Regions from separate parts of the Mus musculus genome. Here region 2 is linked to region 1. Evidence: chromatin contacts called from public HiChIP or PLAC-seq data. All regions are on one chromosome and are shown on one strand. The core of a region is the stretch at or near the end of the contact, and the rest is flanking DNA. Distances in the headings are between cores, read along the strand shown.

Evidence for each region. HiChIP or PLAC-seq counts read pairs in DNA pulled down with a chosen protein or histone mark.
Region 2: a FOXA1 HiChIP or PLAC-seq map of pancreatic cancer cells shows a contact between it and region 1. The contact joins two enhancer-like sites. A contact is called at or near these places in 6 of 39 promoter capture datasets (embryonic stem cells, epiblast stem cells, hippocampal neurons and 3 more), 1 of 15 datasets of contacts at CTCF or cohesin (embryonic stem cells), 5 of 484 Hi-C or Micro-C datasets (B cells, effector CD8 T cells, embryonic stem cells and 1 more), 7 of 115 datasets of contacts at active chromatin or transcription factors (effector CD8 T cells, embryonic stem cells, extraembryonic endoderm stem cells and 1 more) and 3 of 9 other capture datasets (adipose tissue, embryonic stem cells and liver).

What each region holds. Positions count from the first base shown.
Region 1 is chr2:119,298,616-119,302,933 of GRCm38.p6, reverse strand. No RefSeq gene overlaps it. Among named protein-coding and RNA genes, the nearest start is that of Vps18, 12 kb to the right of the region's middle. Within about 2 kb of position 2,588, at least 144 of the 459 cell types and tissues checked have an H3K27ac peak or open chromatin away from gene starts, as enhancers often do. A contact at or near this core is called in pancreatic cancer cells, where this site is marked.
Region 2 is chr2:119,550,698-119,555,015 of GRCm38.p6, reverse strand. The region is part of intron 1 of Chp1 (calcineurin-like EF hand protein 1); the gene reads right to left. Among named protein-coding and RNA genes, the nearest start is that of Chp1, 5.2 kb to the right of the region's middle. Within about 2 kb of position 2,380, at least 18 of the 459 cell types and tissues checked have an H3K27ac peak or open chromatin away from gene starts, as enhancers often do. A contact at or near this core is called in pancreatic cancer cells, where this site is marked.

The sequences.
Region 1 (4,318 bases), core at 1,339-3,838:
CGGGGCTGCACTCTGCATGCCCGAGAGATTCCTCATTCTGGTCTTGGACTTCTCTTTCCTAGAGTCACTATTTTACGAGAAACCTGAAAGGCCTTCCCAAGCAAGCCTCTTTCAAGATAAGAGGTTTGTGAAGCAAGAGTTACTATGGGGAGGCCTGGAGAGATGGCTCAGCAGTTAAGAGCACTGGCTGCTCTTCCAGAGGTCCTGAGTTCAATTCCCAGCAACTACATGATGGCTCACAACCATCTGTAATGGGATCCGATGTCCTCTTCTGGTGTCTGAAGACAGTGACAGTGTACTCACATACATGAAAAAATAAATAAATCTTAAAAAAAAAAGTTGCTATGGGCCTCGAGAAAAGGGGCACCTGGACTGCTCAGGTACCAACCAGGCTCTGCTGCACTCAGTGAAGCTTTCTATTGGCTGTTGAAGGTCAGTTATAGTCTCCTCTTGCAGGAGAAAAGAACTGTATTCAGGGTGTGGTTAGGCTGATAAACCCAGGGGAAAGGTTTCTACCTATTCTTTCTGGATCACCTCCCTAGCCCTCAGCTCAAGCCTCCTTGGCTGCTGATGGAAGCCGAGTATGAGGGTCAGTGGATAAAAGTGCTGGGTACCAAATCTGACAACCTGGGTTTGATCCCCGGGAACACATGGTGGAAGAAGAGAACAGAAACCCTTTGAGGGTGAGTTTCCACATCACTAGCTAAGGTTCCAGGGCTCTGGCCGCTTCTGAGAGGCAGGAGCAGGATGAGTTCTGAGTTGGGGATATGATGAGAGATGTGGGGTAGACCTTAGAGTTTTAACTCCTATGGAGAAGTGAGGGGGAAAACAGCCTACAATGTGAAATTAGCCCATGGTAGGGAGTTAGGAGCAAGAGGGAGATGCAGAGACAATGTGGCACCTGCTATGTGTCTGGGAAGCACATTTGGCCACAGCAGCCTGGGAACCAGGAACAGTACCCACTGTCCTGAGAGCCAAATCAGGACCTTTTCCCTTTTCCTGCCTTGGCTTGGTCTCAGTGGGCATCAGTTGCTGGCCACCAACCTGGGGTCGTTTAACATTCTGTGATTTCTGGGAATGGGTACTGGCTGCTTGCCTCAAGGATCACTTCAAGGCAAGAACTGAGCAAAGGCTACGCTATTCAGGGAGAGGAAGCCACCAGCCATGAGGCATCTCTTCCATCAAAGGCTGCCCCCTCCATCAGTCAGTTTTCCCATTTGAAATCTGGGCAGGAAAATGTTGACCCTTTCCTGGCGGCTCACACCTCCTCCTCTCCACGCGCAGGTGTAGGAGGAAGCAGAGGGCAGGAGATGCCCACCATGCTCCAGAGCTACTCACTGGCATCCTCCTATCCCACAGCCCCTCTAGGGCCTGCTTCCGAAGGCTGTTTATCCTCAACCTGCTGTGGGGACAGTCTTGCTCCCAATGAGAAAAGCTGCCAGCAGGGTCTTTTGTGGTTCTGCTCCCGTGTGGTACTGCCTAGGGGCCCCACCATGGGGGCAACAGATGGACCTATGGTCTCTACAGAACAATGGTGGGGGAGGGGCCTTGGCATCGCCTGCCCCAAACAGGAAGCTTTGACTGAGCTTCAAAGGACTGGCAGGGCCAAGGGGCTGAGTTGGTGGAGCCCTGTGCCAGGATTGGAGGCTGTACAATTGCTTGCTGCCCTCCAGCCTTGAGGTAACCAGCCCAGCAGCATGGGTAAGATACAGTGGCCAAGGCAGCCAGGGTTTGGGCAAAGGGTGGCTTGCACTGGCAGGACACCAGTCTCTGGCCTGACAACAGGTTGGAGGGCAGGGGCTTGGAGGCTGGGCTTTGCCCTAGTTCAGGTGCCCCTTGCCAATCGAGATTTCAGGTTCTATACACAGCCACAGTGTTCCCCCCTCCAACAAACAACCATGAGGGGAGGGCTGGCACCGGGCCTGCTGCCCACTCCCTCCCTGCCTCCTGCTCCCAGCTGCTCTGCTCAGAGCCTTTTCCTCTCCACTTCCTGTTCACACAGGGGGGGGCGGGAAGTGGAGGGAGGAAGCTAGGGGGTGGTGTGGAGAGGGGGGCCATTGAATAAAAGGAATTAACCGTTTCCCTCCTCTGACCTCTGGGAATTTCCGCCTGTGAAAGTGTCTCGAAGAATCAGTAGTGCTGGAGGAGAGGAGAGGTGTGCCCCCTCTTGCCCCCTCCCCCCACCCAGTGGTGGTGGGGCCAGATAAGTCCCTCTGGGCCCCTAATCTTTTGTTTCCCTGGCGCCAGAGGATGGGGGAGCAGCGCCAAGGGCAGCCAGGAGCTTGGTGGCTTCTGAGCCCCCTCCCAACCAACAGAGTTGGTGCCAGGCTCTGGCCTGAGACCTGAGCCTTAGAGAGGAGGGGCAGGAACCAGAGAATTGGTATCCACGGAGAAATAAGCTCACACCCAGGCTGAGCCCTGCTCCTTTAGTGTCTGGGCTGGTGCCCTTGGCCAGTACACTTTGGGGACAGTAGGGAGGGCAGCTCGGGTGGGAGGGTGGGGGTGGCTTTAGGGCTCTGGCTGGGCACACCCTCCGTTGGCCACACCCCTTAGAAGCGCTGCTTGAGAGCAGTTCTGTGTGGACGCCAGTCCACAGCGCCCCCTAGTGCCTAAGGACAACTGACAACTGGTGAGGCGGCCCCTAGGGCCCTGTCAAGGGCGGGCCTCAGGAAGCACCTGCTCCCCAGGACCAGCGGCCGCCCTCGATCTCCCCCAGGTGGCTTCCTTGTTTACAGGCCTCCTGCCCTGGTCTCAGCGTCACTGCCTGTGGCCACTCCTCCTATTTCCAGTGACCTCCTATTTCCAGGCTCCAGAGGCAGCTCATTCATCTTGGCCCCTGCCTACACAACTGTTCCCTCCCCCTCCTTCTTTGGCCCCTCCCCAGGCTTAGGGCCAGAGCCCCAAGGGCCTTCTCTCTGCTCTCTATTCCAAGTTTTGCTTGGTTTCCAGGGATCTAAGAGCTGTGGCTTCCCGTTGCCCTGACTCACCGGAACCCCATTCTATCAGTGCCAGGGAAGGCTGGGGCCTTTTCCCAGGAAAGAGGAAGCAGCCTAAGACCAGATGGGCTGTTTAGTATAAGACAGAAGGGGCAGGGGCGTCCCAGGCCGCTTGAGCAAAACCCTCCGGGAGAAGGGAGCAATAGGGCAGTGTTTGTTTAACTAACATGTATTAGGCCCCATTATGTACGAAGACAGCAGTTCCAAGCTGTTTTATCTAAACCACAAGCAAGCAATCAGTTTGGTGGGAGACCAAGGCTTTCTACTTAAAACCACGTTGACCACGGTGCTCCTATTATCTATAAGTGTGAAGGGGTCTGGAGCCACATGGAGAAGAAATTTCTCCCAAATCTTCCTTGAGAGAATAGGATTAGGATACCTACTAGACAGAGGGTGCCTCCCCGCACCTGCTATCCTTGCATCTAGAAGACAGGATCTTTGTGAGTCATTGTGTAGGTAGCTTAGCCCTCTGGGCTGGCAGAGACCATGGGAGACCTTACTGCTCTAGGGGGCCAGATACAGTTAGAACCAGAGACAATTCTGACACAGGATTACATTGGAGGAGAAAAGGGTCATTTTATAAGCTAGGTCAGCTGGCCGCCTGCTTAGGGACAGGAACACTCACTCACGTTCTTACATCCTGGGCCAGCTGATTAATTCATATCAATCCAGTCAGACAATGCACTGTGAACACCTGTCCAGAGGGCAAAGGCTGTCCCTGAAAGACCTGACTCCAGGATGTCCCAGGATGTAGCTTCTGGTCCCAACTAAAACTAAGAAAGTGTTGTCTCGGGGTGAGGACAGGCAAAGTCACAGGAGCAAGGTAAGGAGAAAACAGGTCAAGTGCCACAGAGCTCCACAGTGCCTACAGCAAAGCCAGGCCCAGCCTGGCAGGGGATCCAGTCTTTCGGAAGGGCAAGCAAAATCCAGAATGTGTGAGAGCCACTGGAGAGAATGAGGGACTTACAGCTATAAATGAGAGTCAGGCCACACCTCCTCAAGGCCCAGGGAAGACTACAGAAGTGGCAGGAAGAGCAGAAGGAAAGGTGGTGGTTGGCAGCCTACATTCCAGGCACTGGAACTCAGCATGTATGCTCCCCTCACACAATACAGATGTAATAGAGGAAGTGAGGAAGACTAGCGAGGAAGAGGAGGAGGAGGAAGAGGCAGAGGGGGAGGAGAACTAGTGGGAGACATGGAAAGTAGGTGAGTGTGACTCAAGGCACCCCTGTTATATGTAACATACGCTCATAAAAAACACTTGGAGAAAGAATTAAGGGCCTAGAACCTGACCAGGCATCAGGCACTTCTAGAAAATTCTT
Region 2 (4,318 bases), core at 1,131-3,630, 250 kb before region 1:
AACTTTCTTGGAAATCTCAGGAGTTAACAGTTTCCCTTAAAATAGACTGTGAATAGGGACATGTCTTGAATGAAGCTGTAGTCTACTCTGCTGAACAACTACTTATTTTATACTGAAAGACTGAAAAGATCCTGCTAACCTTGAGTTCAGAGCTGTCAATCAAATCTGCCTCTTTCTCAGGATGGGAAGGTATTTCAAGAAGGTACTAACCGCCAAGGTGGGCTGACGGGGGAGCATGCAAAGTTAAAGGAGATAGGCCAAGTTACTTTGTCGTGGCTTTTATCCTAACCTTAATGAACAAGACAAGCTGGGTAAAGTGCACAACTGCAGGCAATAGCAGCTCTGGGGATACACTGCAGAGTGGAGCCTGCACTTCTTATGTTTCATACCCTGACATTTTCCCAACATAATAACTTCAAGGTCTAACCTATCCTCTTAAGAATTAACAGACACCATCAGGTGATTGGTGGCACATGCCACCTTTAATCCCAGAACTCAGGAGGCAGCAACAGGTAGATCTCTGAGTTCAAAGTCAGCCTGGTCTAAAGAGCAAGTTCCAGGACAGCTAGAGATGTACAGAGAAACCCTATCTTGAAAAACAAAAACAAAACAAACAAACAAAAAATAATTCAAAGAGATCAAAAACTGTGTTTTCTAAAACAAGCAGAGGACAGCCCTCAGCCAAGTGCTTCAGAGCACGCTCAAGCAATGGCTTCCAACAGCATCCCAACAACAGAACAGTCGAACCAAACCACAAACAAAATGGATCTTCTCAAAAGAGGGTAAACTGAATATTACTGACGGCAGCACTGTGGCGATCACATTACATGTTTCCCTCTTCCTACATAACACACGAAAGTAAGTAAGAGTAAATTTTCTACAACTTCCAAATAGTTGATATTGTGAGTTCAACACCAGCTTGGCTAGTGAGTTCCAGGTCAGCCAGGGTTACATAGTAAGACCCTGCCCCCAACCCCATCCCCACCAAAAAAAGAAGCAGAACAGGAGGTGGCGCTCATTGGTGCAATCCTTTCAAAGCATACATAAAAGCAAGATTCTAGGTTCAATCACTTGCACAAAATAAATAGATTAATGAACAAAAAAGATAAATAAAGCAAACATGGCAAAACTGTAACAATGCATGTATTAGATAGGAATGAACACGAGTGCTCATTTACTATCAACTTTCCTGTATATTTGAAAGTTGAATTCTTTTGGGTTTTTTGTTTGTTTGTTTTGCTTGGTGATTGTCACTCCTCTTTGTTTAGTTATTGTTGTTTGAGATTGTATATTTTTAATATTTATTTTTACTTTAAGAGTTTTGCCAGAATGTGTGTATGTATGTATATAGCACATGTGTGCTTAGTGCCAACAAAGACCAAAAGAGAAAGTTACAGATAACAGTGCGCTGACATGTGGGTACAGAGTACTAAGCTTGGATCCTCTCTAACAGTGGCAAGCATTCTTAACTGAGCCATCTCTCCAGCCCCTTTTATTTAAAAAAATAACAGTTATGTGTGTATATGTAGACACATGTGCACATGTATTTGTGCCACAGCCCACAAAAGGTCAAAGGACAACTTACCAGAGTCAATTCTCATTCCTCTATGTGGGTCCTGGGACTCAAACTCTGGGCGTCAGGTTTGATGGCAAGCACCTTTACACAGGGAGCCATCTGGTCAGCAAATGACAGTATATTGCTATACAGTCTAGTCTGGCCTTGAACTCAGAACCCTCTGGTCTTAGCCTCCCTAGTGCTGGAGTTAAAGGCATAAAATAAGCTACTATATCTGGAACTGGTATGAAAATAGGTTAGATCACAGTAAGTTTAGCTTTTGCTATATAAGACCTAAGGTATCCTCCCTGCTTGTGTGCTTCCATCATAGTGTTTATTGCGTGTAATACATACATTGCTATTTTGTAATGTTTTTCTGCTTAAACTCGGAAGACTTGGCTTATATCTCTGAAGCTGCTTCTAGGGTCAGTGACTTTCTGTGTAACTTCAAGAAGTCTGTGTTCTGAACCCCTTCCTCATTTGTAAGTTCCAGAGCTCCATTCTCTATCTTGACACACAGGGCTCATCCCTTTCTAGTAAGAAATTGGAACTTTGGGGAGAAAACTAGATATAGAACTTTACAAATTCTCTGAAGTCTGGCAAAGATATTATCTCTCCATTTCCAACTCAATAGGACACAAGACAAAAGACAGCAGGGTCCTCTGTACTCCAGACTCCCTCAACACTGTGGCGTGACATAGGCCAGCCAGAAAGGTGACGGAGGAGGCAATAGCACTCTGCTCAATTTCAAGAAACTATTCTCAAGCAATTGCCTTCCTCAGGCACACCCTTCATATCATCACTACACCCTTCCAAACAAACAAACACTCACTGGTCTGTACAACTCTTCTAAACCTGTTCAACACCCTGCCCATACCCACATGACACACACCATAGACCAGAAACCAAAAATAAACCAATCTTCATTCCCCACTATTTAGTTGGCATGAACCTTTGCTCAAAGTTAAGGGTTTTGGCAATCCACAGCAAGGCTATTCCTATGGTTAATTGTACTAAGGGTCACGACATAAATTCCTAAGATACTATGACCGCCCTCCAATTACATCTTTTATTCAAATGTGCTGACTTATAAAAATGTAGAATTGTGAAAGAGGGTGATAGAACAAAGGTTAAATATAGTAGGTATTTTATAACAGTGTTTCATATCTTTTCTTTTCTTTCCCTCCCTCTCTCCTTCTCTCCCTTCCCTCCTTCTCTCCCTCCCTCCCTCTCTCCTTTCCTTCCTTTCTTTCAAGCCAGGGTCTCCTATGTAGCCCTAGTTGGCCTGGAACTCAGAGATCCTGCCTCTGCCTATAGAGCTGGCTTTATTTCTGTTTGCACTGTAACTGTATGTAGTGGGAGTTACATTGTAACTGTATGTAGGGGGGGGAGTTACATTGTAACTGTAGCAGGAGTTTGTGCACTCAGTGAGGGTGCCCTGGAGACCACAGCATTAGATCCTCTAGAGCTTACTTTACAGGTGGTCCTTTTTTACCAGCCCAATATGGGTGCCTGGAATCAAACTGGGTCCTCTTAACTGGTGAGCCATCTTTCTGGCCCCCAAAGTGTTTCTTTGGTTGGTTTTTTTTGTTTTTTCGAGACAGGGTTTCTCTGTGTAGCCCTGGCTTTCCTGGAACTCACTTTGTAGACCAGGCTGGCCTCGAACTCAGAAATCTGCCTGCCTCTGCCTCCCGAGTGCTAGGATTAAAGGCGTGCGCCACCACTAGCTCCCCAAAGTGTTTCTTAAATGATGAGAAACCTCAGCAAGGCAAGGTGATATATACCCGCTAGCCCAACATTCAGAAAATTGAAGCAAGGGATTGCTTTGAGTGAGGCAGCCTCAAAAATAAATAAAACAACATCAGGCTATATCTTCTTTTAGCTTTACTTCCTTAGGATTGACAAAATAATATTAGTGTTTGATTCCTAAGGTACACTGAAAAGAAGCACTGTATAAAATGCCTCCACCTCTAGTTATATAGCCATAGACAGGATCTAAACAGTTTTTATTTCTAGCATATGCAAAGATGATTCTATCTATGGTTCAAAATAATCCTAGTTTGGCCTCTGAGTAGAGGTGCTTGCTTCACAAGCTTGACAACCTGAGTTCAATCCCAGGATCAAAGGTAGACCAGAGTCAACTCCATCAAGTCTCCCTTTAACATCCACTCACGTGAAGACATGAAGGGGCAGGCTCACCCCACACACGTTATTTAAAGACCCTGGAGAGAGCCAAGCATAGTAGCACAGACCTTTAATTCCAGCACTCCAGAGGCAGAGGCAGGCAGATCTCTTTAAGTTCAAGGTCAGCCTGGTCTACATAACAAGCTCCAGGACAGCCAGGATGACACAGAATTTGAGATTTTGTCTCAAGAAGCCAAAAATAAAATAAAACCCCTGAAGCCGGGCGTGGTGGCGCATGCCTTTACTCCCAGCACTCGGGAGGCAGAGGCAGGCGGATTTCTGAGTTCAAGGCCAGCCTGGTCTACAAAGTGAGTTCCAGGACAGCCAGGGCTACACAGAGAAACCTTGTCTCGAAAAACCAAAAAAAAAAAAAAAAAAAAAAAATCAAAAAATAAAAAATAAAACCCCTGGAAATTAAAAAAAAAAAAAAAAAAAAAAGAATGGTTAGCAACTACATGACAATAATACCAGCAGCATGCTAAGGACCTTTTTTCATTTCTCAGGGTAAGAAGTCTAAAAAGTAAGTTATTATTACTAATTCTGTTTTATATATGATGAAAGTTGTGTTCTTACTCAGAA